3 separate regions of the Mus musculus genome follow, and all the other regions are linked to region 1. The links are chromatin contacts, called in public HiChIP or PLAC-seq and promoter capture Hi-C maps. All regions are on one chromosome and are shown on one strand. Each heading gives the region's core, a stretch centred on a gene start, on an enhancer-like site or on the middle of the called end of the contact. The rest is flanking DNA. Distances are from core to core; before and after follow the strand shown.

Region 1 (3,844 bases), core at 565-3,064:
GTGAGTTCCAGAACAGCCAGGGCTACACAGAGAAACCCTGTCTCGAAAAACAAACAAACAAAAAACAAAAACAAAAACCCTTGCCAGGTGGTGATGACAAATGCCTTTAATCCCAGCACAGCAGAGGTGGATCTGAGTTTAAGGCCAGCCAGGTCTACAAATCGAGTCCCAAGACAGCTAAGGCTACCCAGAAGAACCTTTGTCTTGAAAACCAAATCAATCACTTGGGAGGCAGAGGCAGGCGGATTTCTGAGTTCAAGGCCAGCTTGGTCTACAGAGAGAGATCCAGGACAGCCAGGGCTACACAGAGAAACCCTATCTCGAAGAAAAAAAAGAAAGAAAGAAAGAAAGAAAGAAAGAAAGAAAGAAAGAAAGAAAGAAAACCAAATCAAACCAAACAAACAAACTTTCCATTCTCCTGTTAGTAGATATCTGGACTATTTCTACTCTTGTGTTTCAAACTGTCCAGCTGTGACCTTCACTGTGTACATCTGCAGGACCTAATAGGTACCTAGGGTGGGGAATGGAAAGTTTTACTATGATGTTTTCCTAAGTAATTACAAAACAGAACTCTTTAAACATGCTTTCTCTTCCTAAATCTCCCCATCACCCTCTCAGGCATGCACGTTAACCCTCGTTCCCAGCCTCTTAGAACACTATGGGTAGGCAGTCTTTGTTTATGTAACCAGCTTTCTAACAGGCTACATATGCACATCCCTGTGTCCATACATGCACATCCCTGGATGTCTGGAGGCCAAAGGTCAGCCTCCAATGTTCTTTCCTTGACCTGGGAGGCCCAGAAAGGGTAAGCTAGCTGGAGGGGTCTCCTGTTCTTCCCACCCCCAGAATGGGGATTACAAACACGTGACGTCGCTGGGCGGGGGTAGCACACGGCTTTAATCCCACCACTTGGGGAGGCAGAGGGATCTCTGTGAGTTCAATGCCAGCTTGGTCTAGAGAGCAAGTTTCAGGACAGCCAGGGCTACACCAAGAAACCCTGTTTCGAAAGACAGAAGCAGAACACGGCATCGAGTCTGACATATTGACTATCTCCCTAGCCCTCAGGTTGCATTTTTCTTTAATTTTTCATTTTATTTTATGTGTATGGATGTTTTGCTTCCACATGTCTGTGTACCACATATATGTGCAGTACCCATGGATGCCAGAAGAGGGCGACAGATCCTCCTAGGACTGTGCTGGGAGTGGACCCCAGGTCCTCTAGAAGAGTTGCCAGTATTTGTAACTGCTGAGCCATCCAGTTGGTTGGGTCCAGATTGCTTCCTTTTAGTCACATAAAATAGTGCAACGAATATTTGAGGGTAGGATGAAGAGAGTTGAGCCAAGATCTCTCCATGTACCCCTGGCCGGCCCGGTACTCACTATGTCTATCAGGCTGGCCTTGAACTTGCAACAGTCTTCCGCCCTCTTCTATCTCCTAAGTAGGGTGCAGGCCTCTAAGCTACCAGGCCCATCAAAAGCTACGTTTTCAAACGTTGCTCTCTCCATTTTCCGGAGATAAGGAGATGAAGTACCAAGCTGCCTAGGGGATGGTTACTGGGTCTCTACGAGGGGGAGTCCAGGTAATTAATAACCAGAGTTCGAACCCAGTGATCTCCGCGTTTCGGATTCCCCATCCGAGGTCCTGGTGTCCATTTGGAGAGAGAGAAATGGATGAGATTTGGGATGGGGCGCGGGGCACGAGGGTGCTGTGGGAGAGCGTCTCTCCTCTCTGGCACCTCCCTGGGGCGGGGCCATCCGCAGCCTGAGGCTCCGCCCTCTCGCTCGGCCCTAACGGGACTGCGAGCGCCGGCGCTAGGACCCGGCGGGCTGGAGCTGCGGCGGGGCCTGGGCGGCCAGAGCGGCGCGGACCCCGGTTCTCGGCTCCCGGCGCCATGTGACGGGGTGCGGGGGCCGCGGGGGGCCGGGCGCTCCCCGGCGGAGGTGAGCCGGTGCTGCGCGGGGGCGGGCAGCAGAGCGGGAGGGGGCTTGTGCTTGCGCCTCGGCAGTGGGGAGCCGCTGATAAGGGGGGAGCCCCAGGGCTCCCCGAGACCCACTCTGCTTGCTAACTGCACCCCGAGATCTAGCGGGATTCTTTGGGCCTCTCGTGTTGGAGATGGGGCGACCCTGCCGCGGCCCCGCACCCCTCCCCTGCAGAGCCGGGGTCAGGATAGGATGCTTGACCCTAGGGTGCAGCGGCAGAAGATGGGGAGCGGGGCTGAGCCTCTCACGAGGCACTCGGGGGTACCCTGCTCCCGTCACCTGGAGAAGCCCCAGAGCGAGCTCAGGGTGCGGCCCTCACCCTCAGCCCAGAGCTCAGCCTCCGCAGGTCCAGCCTTGGAGCTGAGTCTAGGCTTCTGGGCTGCCACCTCCCCAGCGGAGTCAGCAGCTCCCCACCAGGCCTGGCCACTCCGAGCCGAACTAGATGTCTGGCGCACGCACAGGCTACAAGGGGACCCTCCCGGGAGACCCTTTCAGGCTCCGCCCTGTAAACAAACACTACAAGATTCCCCCCTCCCCCGCTTGCTCCTGCTCCCTGCGAGGCGCGTTGCCTCTCTGATCCCTCAGTCTCCTCATCTGTGAAATGGGGAGCAAGAGCACCTACCAGGCGTTGCCTTGAAAAGTGTGTAGGCAGGCGATGCTTTGCGTAGCTCCGGAGCATGTTTCGTAATATAAGGGAAGTCCCCGGCTTGGGGTCAAGAGGGGGAGGATTGTTTCTGGGACAGGCTTGTGCAGGGGCGGGCATTGAACGGAGTAACCCGAAGGCTTAGGATTTCTGATATAGTACTTTCAAGCCTTCGGCTCTCCTTTTCACAAATGCATGCATCTTTCCAGTCGCCCCAGGAGTTACCAGTTCTTATTCCCATTTCACAGATGAGGAAACTGAGGCTCAGAGAGGTCACATGGCTTGCTCGAGGCCCCCCAGCCAGTAAGTGTGGACCCGACATTCGCACTGGCACCTGATACGCTGTTCTGACCATGGCGTTCTCAGAGCAGGACCGTGACGGGCCTGACCGGGGGAACCGTAGTCCTGGCTGAGGGCACTGCTCAGGCAAAGGTGGGAAAGTGGGGCGTGGGCCTGGGACCTGGAGTGCTCCAAGTGTCTGGAGCACGGGGCATGCGCAAGACAGGGTAGTAAGACGGTGGTCTGTCTGGGAGCTGTGGCCAGACCCAGGGGAGCTTTGAATGCTGGAGGTGTCAGGGTTAATGGGGGCGACTCTAGGATTCTGGCCTCCTGTCTTCTGACCTAACGGTTTGAGTCCACGGACAAGCCACGCCTCCCTTCCATTAAGCCTGTTTCCTGAACTGCCCGCTGGGGACAGACAGAAGTCTGGGGTCTCTGACTGAAGATACTGGGATGGCACAGGGGAACCATGAAGCCTGGGGATGGTAGTGGGAGCTGCCACGGGGTGGGGTCGTGCTTGGCAATGGGAGGAGCCAGGCCTGGCCAATCAGGAGCGGTGTGTGTGGCACTCTAGCCTGGAGGTTTCTAGCTATTCCTGGAGTAGGAGTAAACCGCAGCTAGGTCAGGGGGCGGAGATAGTGACCGGAGCCGAGAGGCTCCCCGGGGAGCGCGCGCTCTGATCTGGGGATCCCCTTTGAGGATCCAGCCTAGTTTTCTTCCTCTCTATGCCAGCCCTTTTTTGCGTTTTTGGGCTGTAGCTGCCAGAGGAAGTGGGCTGGATGCCCTCTTATGGCCTGCTTACAGGTTGGGGCTTGGAAGTGTAGAAGGGCCAGGCCCAGTGGTGGGAGGGAAGGGAGGGTTATAGAGTGAGGCACACAGCTGGGCGGGGCAGGAAGGCTTGCCCTTGACCCCAAGATCACATTGACCAATGACCGAATTCAC
Region 2 (3,844 bases), core at 657-3,156, 59 kb after region 1:
CTTGTTATTTATCCAGCCCGTTAGTCTGTGTCATTGAACTTGCAGGAGTTCTTGTGCCTCCTGAGGGCCAGACTCACAGGCATGTGCCACTGTATGTAGCTCAAACACATTGTGTTTAAATATATTTAAACATTTTAAAGGTTTCAGACTAGACATGGTGGTATATCTCTTCAGTCCCAGCAATTGGGAAACAGAAACTTGAGGCCAGCTATGTCTACATAGTGAGTTCTAGGCCAGCCATAGTTACCCAGTAAGACCTGGTTTCAAAAAAGAAAAAAAAAAATCAGACTTGGGCTTGGAGAGATGGGGCAGCCCTCAAGAGCACATTCTGGTTTTGTAAGAATTCCAGTTTGATTCCTAGCACCCATGTTAGGTGGCTGTGAGCCGGGGACCTGACTCCCTATTCTGGCACATTCGTGCACACATACACATACACACTATACACACACCGCATACAGACACACTATATACACCACACACATACACATACACACACTACACCCACCATAAACACACACATACACACACTACACACACCACACACACACACACACACACACACACACACCATACACACTCACATACACACATACTGAAAACATTTCATTCAGAAATCAGTCATGATGGCACATACCTGTGACCCCAATATCCAAAGACTGAAGATGTTGAGTTTAAGGCCAAACTTGCACACAATGAGATTCTATCTCAAAATGGGGTGGTGGCACATCCCTTTAGGGCTACATAGAGAAACCCTGTCTCAAAAACAATTATTATTATTTTATTAAGTTAAAATATTGGGGTCAACAGCAGTGTCACATTCCTGCTTCCCAGTTCTATGGGAAGTTGAAGCAGGAGAATCACTTGAGTGCAGGGCAAGGTGCCATCTCTTAAAATAAAAATAAAGAATTTTATCTGCATTAGTAGAATCTATCAGTGGACCCAGAGGGGCTGAGCTAGGCATCGTAAAACCAGCTATGAGGCCGGATCCCTGCATCTTCACACGTACGTGAGCAGGTAGGTTGTCTAGCTCCTGCTCCAGATCAGGCCCAGAGAGGAAGACAGAACGTCCAGACTCACAGAGCCACGTTTAATTCAGGTCTGTCTGGCTCTGAACTCTTTGCCTGCGACACTCTTCCTGTGTGCACCATCACAGTCTGCTGAGGCCGACTTGGGCCTCCTCTGGGCTGGCCCTGGGAGGGTGGGGGCTGCAGGCAGACCCAAGGCTCCACTCCTAGAAGAATTGCTGGAAACGGCTTTCTATAAGTGGCTACTAATACTCAGGGCCTCTTCACCGAAATCCCCCTTTCCCGACACCAACCACTGGGCTAACAATGGCATCTAAGGGACAGCTGGTACCAAAATAGCAACTGGTCTCCCACCCACCCACTCAGGGAAGGAGTCACACAGGCCCGTGCTGGCAGGCCTGGGGTCAAGGAACTGGCACATACGTCATCCTTGCTGGGCCTCCAGATGCCCAGGAGCCCATGCTGAAGACGGGCAGCCCCTCAGGGGACGAAAGAGGGAAATCAGCATGCATGCGTGCAAATGGCTGGCGTAGTGACTCAGGGTGGAGGGGAAGGGAAGTGTTTACTGTGGAAACCCTGGCTGAGTGATTCTGGTAACTGGTCGTCATCAGTTAGGCCTGGGAGCACAGAGCCCCCAGAAGCTCTGCTTTCCAGTCTCCCCGTGTCTCACACTGCTCACTCTGGGGCCTCAGTTTCTCTCAGCCCCTTCCTCTGTACATAAGACCCTGGTGACAATGGAGTGGGAATTTGCCTTATGAATTCGGGAAGAATTGCTGAAACTTGTCACAAGTGTCCTGAAGCCACAGCCTCTTGACCCGTGGTACAGCCCCCAACACCCCCACCCCCCACCCCACCCCCTGCGGCATGACCGTGCCCTGCCCTCCGATTTCTTTTCTTCACTTCCTCTATCCAGGGCCCCTCCTGGTCTTGGTTTCCAACCCTTTCCTGCCCCCATTTCACAGATGAGTAAAGGGAGGCACCAAGGGATCAGAGCTACGGTAAAGTAGCTGCAGGGTTCATGTCCAGGGCACTTTCCAAATCCTCCTCATAGTTCCAGCTGTGTCAACCTGTGGTGTCCTCCCAGAGTGACATTGCCTCATCTCCCTGTCTGCGCGAGTCTCCTGGCATAGTCTGCCAGATAACTGACTCCATCTATTTGCTCTCTGGGTGGAGCTGGTAGCAGTCTGTTTGGGGGGACAGAGAAAAGGATCTACTACTGGGCAGCCAAGTGCCGTACGCTCCACTCAAGTGCTGGTCCCGGACTGTGGGCTCCACACTCTCTTTGGGTGACTTCCATTCTAGAGCCTGGGAGCTGAGAAATCCCTGTGCCTGCTTTAGTCAGCCTGCACTTGCTGTGCGCTCAGCACAGAGCATAGCATGAATTCCATTGGACCATAACACATTACAGGCACACAATTGCTTTACTGAGGTAAAACCCACTGATTTGAAGTGTGCAGTCTAACTGAAATGAGAAGTTTTAGGTTCAGGGAGAGACTCTGTCTAAGAAAATATAGACACATAGCTGTGTAACCAACCTGTGGTGTTCAAGCTACTGGTACACAGAAATCAATCAGGGTGATATGTTGCATGTGAATATATTTTCGGAGACAGAGTCTTTTTTTTTTTGGATATATGTAGCTATCCCAGAACTCACTATGTAGATCAGGCTATCCTTGAACGTACAGAGATTTACCTGCCTCTGCCTCCCAAGTGATTGGGTCAAAGTTATATACCACTTCAGCCATCTTAAAATGTATAATTTTTAAGATTAATAAAACAAGATACTTATGAAATTAAAATGTAAACCCATTAGTAAACATTATGTGGGCTGGAGAGACAGCTGAATGGTAGGATGTTTGTTAAGCATGCACAAGACTGGGTTTGCTCCATAACACTGTAAATTATTATTATTATTATTATTATTATTATTATTATTATTATTGGTGGTAGTATTTCCACATGTCTGAAATGCATTTTTTCATTATACTATAAGTTACTGTGAGGATACTTATTTAAGAATAATAACCTAGGGGGCTGGAGAGATGGCTCAGCGGTTAAGAGCACTGACTGCTCTTCCAGAGGTCCTGAGTTCAATTCCCAGCAATCACATGGTGGCTCACAGCCTTCTGTAATGGGATCCGATGCCCTCTTCTGGTGTGTCTGAACAGAGAGACAGTAAGAAACCCTGCCTCAAAAACTAAAATGGAAAATGGCAGAGAAAAATATCCAGACTGGATCTCTGGCCTCTACGTGTGCACACACAGGCAAGTGAGTCCGTGCGTACGCACATGCACTACACACACTACTAAGATAAAGGGGCTGGAGTCTTCTGGCCTCCATGGGGTCCAGGCATGCACATAATACACATACATACACATACACACACACACACACACACACACACACACACACACACACACACACACGTTTAAGTTTTTGTTTTTGTTTTTTCGAGACAGGGTTTCTCTGTGTAGCCCTGGCTGTCCTGAACTCACTTTGTAGACCAGGCTGGCCTCGAACTCAGAAATCCGCCTGTCTCTGCCTCCCAAGTGCTGGAATTAAAGGCATGCGCCACCACGCCTGGCTTACGTTTAATTTTTAAAAGAATTAAAATAAAGATCACCTAAAGGGATCGAGCACCATCAGGACAAAACCACTGGGCACACGTTGAAAACAAAGCGAGACCGTTTGCTCTTCTCCTCTGTGGCTGTAAAGAGTAACCCCGAACACAAAGAGTGATTAAGAGGGTCGTTTACCGAGTAGCGGAAATATTTCTGAGCAGATTTTTCCAGGGACTGAAACGCTTGTCTCTGGCTCTG
Region 3 (3,844 bases), core at 959-3,458, 40 kb after region 1:
ATTAGGTCTCGTTTATGATCTGAATGGCAACGGCTTGTGCTGCACAGGGTTGGTTTAGGAAGATCTTTTAAAAGGGTCCTTGGGAACCAGGCATGGTGGTACACACCTTTAATCCCAGCATTTAGGAGGCAGAGGCAAAGAGATCTCTATGAGTCTGAGGCCGAGCGTGGTCTATGAAACTAGTTCTAAGCCAGTCAAGCCTACACAGTAAGGCCCTGTTTCAAAACTAAAAACCAGAAACAAAAACAAAAAAGGCTGGGATGTGTCCAAACATAGGCTAAGGCATGGACTTAGAAAGTACTTAGATCACCCTGGGACACAGGGTGTGGAAAGGTTAAGACAACTGGAGAGGCAGAACACAGCTAGAAGGGCCTGGAACACAAGGACTTTGTCCTGGGGTCCCAGAGGATCCCCTGCCTGTCATCTCGCCCTGATGTTTTGTCTTTGTGTCAGCTGACTCTTCTATCCACTCAGCTCAGGTGGAGTGGCCGGCATGGGGCCCGGGTTGAGATCAGGCCCTGAGGTGTCCACTCTGGGTGTTCCCTGTCAAGCTGGTCTCCCTCCACCTGTGTAAAACAAAGCCTAAGGCGCAGGCCTCTTGTCAATGGTGACTTGAGACTGATAAGGTGAACGCCCAGGGTGGGCCCTGGTGTGGCACTTAGTCCCAGGGCTGACTGCTCCCAAAACCCCAAAACAGATTCTGTTAGGGCATGAAGGGAGAAGCTCACAGCCATGCTACCACCATCCCATCTTGCCCTCTAGAGTTCTGGTATCTACCTGCTATCTCCATGGCTGAAGGAAAAGGGCAGAGCCTGCCACCCCCAAGAGGCCTGGTGAGGCGATGTCTCCCATGCTTGCCTGGGTGAGAGCAGGCTGACCTTCCTCCAGGCTGCCTTAGGAACCACACCCACCCTCCCTGCCTCATGTCAGCCCCCCACAGAGACAAACTGCTGACCTTGCCTGGTCACTGAGGCACAAAGACTGGAGGGCACCTAGAAGCCAGGCCTGAAACGCCAGGTCAACGTCTCCTTTCAGAGGTTCTGCTTCTCAGCCTTCTCAAGAGAGATGACTCCCACTGCCCCTTATGTTGGAGTGGGCAGAGATAGGCATCTTAACCTCCCCACATCCTTACTATTGCCCCGGGATGATGCAAATACCACTTACAGCTTTAGCCTATGCTTGGTTCTTTGCTTGCTGCATCTGGACTCCCCCAGTCCCTGACACCTCTCTGGGCAGCTCAGGTTTCTTCTTCAAGCTTCCCTGGGCTTGACCCTAAATGCTACCCAGCAGCACAGTGGGGACACAGTATGTGTTCACTGTTTGCAGAATGAGCAGGGGTCTTTCTGGGATTGTTGCCTTGGCTGAGGAAGGGAGCTGGATTGAGAACCGGCTCCTGCAGACCTGGCCCAGGGTTCAGTGTTGTAGCAGGCTAGCATCTGGCCCTCAGGGATCTCCCAAGAGCCTGGCTGTGAAGAGGACCCAGCTGGGCCCTGCGTTACAAACAACAACAGAGATTAGGGAGTTACTTGGAAATAAATAAGGCAGGCCCAGACCCAGGGCTATCAGACTTCAGAAATGCCATGAAAGTTTGTGCCTGTCCCTCTTTGGATACATAGTGTCCCTATGTATCAGCCCAGGCTGATCTGCAAGTCAGCGAATCCCTTCTGCCATGGCCTGCAGGGGGCAAAAATTATAGGTGGGTGCCACCAAAGTCAGCTGTGTTTCCCTTGCCTTTGGGACTGTGTGGGCCCTGACCATCTCCATGGGAACAGTCTCAGCTGTTCTACTATGTTAACCTGGGAACGCATCTTCTTCATGTTGGGCTTCAGTTTCCCTGTCTATAATACAAAGGGTGCAACCAAGGGCGATGCTTCTGAAAGTCTGTGTTGATGCTGGCGGGGACCAGCTAGAATCCCAAGTTCCATCTTCCCAGAAGGCTGTCCCAGTTTGTTTTCTCATCTGTAGAATGGAACCCGAGCTACAGGGACTTCAACCAGACCTTGTCCCCTATAAGGTTGCCAGATGTGTCCTCACCAGCCAGCCTTGGCAAGGGTAGGTGGAGGGTGGGGTGCATGGGGGAGGTCTGTTGCCTGGGCCCTCCCATCACCCTACCTCCCCATCCCAGGGCCCCCCACCCAGCGACAAAGCCTGTGGCACTTCCTCTACTCGCCTGGCAGGCAGCCTGGCCCGGCCCCTTCTCTAAGGAAGCGCATTTCCTGCCTCTCTGGGCCGGGCTGGATGAGCTGAGCTCCCTGCCCTGACAGTCAGACCCCTGCCTTCATCTGTGTCCCGTCCCCAGGCCAGGACCGCCGACAGCTGCTGCCCGAAAGAGCCCAGTGACTCTTTCCCACCACCCAGTCAGCTAGAGACTCCTGCCCTGCTGTGAGTCTCGAGCCCACTTCTCCTGACTTCTCCGCCGCCACCTCAGAAGGCTGGAGCAGGGACGTGGTCGCTCCGGCCGCCTGCTCCCTTCGGATCCCCGCGCGAACCCACGCAGGCCCCGGCGCCCGCCCGCAGCCTTACCTCTGGATACCGGATAAGGCCCAGCGCACAGACTCCCGGGTGGACAGCATGGACCGTGGCGTGCTCCCTCTGCCCATTACCCTGCTGTTTGTCATCTATAGCTTTGTACCCACAAGTAAGTGTCCAGCGCCCCTGGGTGGGAACAAGCCCAGGCTAGACCCTGGGTGTTACAGGTCTTATTCCCATGTCCCAAGCTACTAGCTGATGAAGCCACCCCCAATGTATTAGGAGGTAGAAATGGGATCACCAACTATTTTGGTTCAGTGGGAGTAAAATGTTTCATAGGATGCCAAACTTAAGCATTAGACGTCTGGGGAGAAGTGGGATAAGCTATTTAAGTTAGCGTTGGCACCTTCCTGTTATCCTTCCTGCTGTGTTCAGCTATCAAGAAGGCCAGGAGCTACACTGCTATGCATCACTGAGAGTATTCCCTCCCATCTCTGAGCCTTGAGTTTCCCATTTGAGGAAGTTTAGGAAGGAGGATGCAGAAGTAAATTTAGGCTCTGGGTCCAACTTTGACCTCCTTGTTTTCTTGTATGAGCCTTGAGGCCTCCGTGCCAGAGGATGCTTAGAGCAAAGACTGGTGATGAGATCATTTGTCCGAAGAGTTTCTGTTTCACTAGCTTCAAGTTCTCCCAGCATTCCCGGGCTTTGCCCGCTCCCGGAACCCCCCAAGGGCACATGCTCTGGCCTTCTCCATTTGCCTTTCTGAGAAGGGTACAGGCTCCATTAGGGACTCTGTGGATCTTCTCAGCCAGGGTGACTATTGAAAGTGATCTGAGGAGGGTCGGTGAGGAGCCTGGACCCCAGTCCTACTCACGAAGGGTCACAGCAGGGCCTGGTCCCCAGCCACCTCCCTGAGGATCCCCGCCTACCAACCTGCAGATTCAGGGGCATGTTCAAGGGTTGGGGTGGGCAGCCTGGAAGAAAGAGTATGGGAAATGATGGGGCCATCCTGGCACTCAAAGTCCACAATTGATGGGAAATCTGTCATCGCGGGTTAACCGGAAATTGAGTCTCAGAAACACTGAGTGACTTATCAGGGATTTGACTCAAGGCCTGTGGCCCCTCAGAACCCTTATTCTGACCACACATGACCCTGCAAGATGGCTGCCCCAATTACCCCATTTCCCAGAAGAGAAAATGAAGGCTCTAACCTTCCAAATCCACCTACTCCAACAGAGTCTGACCCCAGGCTGGGACAGGATTCCAGGCCCTCTTCCCCCCGGCTTGGGGAAACCTGCCTTGTAGGATGGGAAGTGGGGTGTCAGTGTCTAGGTGACTGTTCAGAGGATAGACCAGTAGACTGTGGTGGTATGCA

The links. HiChIP or PLAC-seq counts read pairs in DNA pulled down with a chosen protein or histone mark. Capture Hi-C pulls out chosen DNA fragments and counts their contacts.
Region 2: an H3K27ac HiChIP or PLAC-seq map of microglia shows a contact between it and region 1, with 6 times the contacts expected there. The contact joins the enhancer-like site here to the promoter of St6galnac6 in region 1. A contact is called at or near these places in 4 of 39 promoter capture datasets (the C10 cell line, the HPC-7 cell line, the SN4741 cell line and 1 more), 1 of 15 datasets of contacts at CTCF or cohesin (the NIH/3T3 cell line), 6 of 484 Hi-C or Micro-C datasets (bone marrow-derived macrophages, cerebral cortex, embryonic stem cells and 3 more), 8 of 115 datasets of contacts at active chromatin or transcription factors (the 230-238 cell line, the HPC-7 cell line, the SCID.adh cell line and 3 more) and 3 of 9 other capture datasets (adipose tissue, liver and pancreatic islet).
Region 3: a promoter capture Hi-C map of adipose tissue shows a contact between it and region 1. The contact joins the promoter of Eng here to the promoter of St6galnac6 in region 1. A contact is called at or near these places in 6 of 39 promoter capture datasets (the 3T3-L1 cell line, the C10 cell line, the HPC-7 cell line and 3 more), 2 of 15 datasets of contacts at CTCF or cohesin (CD8 T cells and the NIH/3T3 cell line), 7 of 484 Hi-C or Micro-C datasets (bone marrow-derived macrophages, embryonic stem cells, erythroid progenitors and 4 more), 10 of 115 datasets of contacts at active chromatin or transcription factors (the 230-238 cell line, the HPC-7 cell line, the SCID.adh cell line and 5 more) and 4 of 9 other capture datasets (adipose tissue, liver, macrophages and 1 more).

What each region holds. Positions count from the first base shown.
Region 1 is chr2:32,605,171-32,609,014 of GRCm38.p6, forward strand. St6galnac6 (ST6 (alpha-N-acetyl-neuraminyl-2,3-beta-galactosyl-1,3)-N-acetylgalactosaminide alpha-2,6-sialyltransferase 6) reads left to right here and starts at 1,815. Exons shown (of 7, transcript NM_016973.3): 1 at 1,815-1,941; 2 at 2,872-2,926. The coding sequence starts at 2,901. Gm52551 (a long non-coding RNA gene) reads right to left here and starts at 2,731. Exons shown (of 2, transcript XR_003954025.1): 1 at 2,603-2,731.
Region 2 is chr2:32,664,010-32,667,853 of GRCm38.p6, forward strand. All of the region lies in intron 2 of Eng (endoglin), which reads left to right. Among named protein-coding and RNA genes, the nearest start is that of Mir1954, 14 kb to the left of the region's middle. Within about 2 kb of position 1,907, at least 9 of the 459 cell types and tissues checked have an H3K27ac peak or open chromatin away from gene starts, as enhancers often do. A contact at or near this core is called in microglia, where this site is marked.
Region 3 is chr2:32,644,387-32,648,230 of GRCm38.p6, forward strand. It overlaps Eng (endoglin), which reads left to right and starts at 2,209. Exons shown (of 15, transcript NM_007932.2): 1 at 2,209-2,638. The coding sequence starts at 2,572.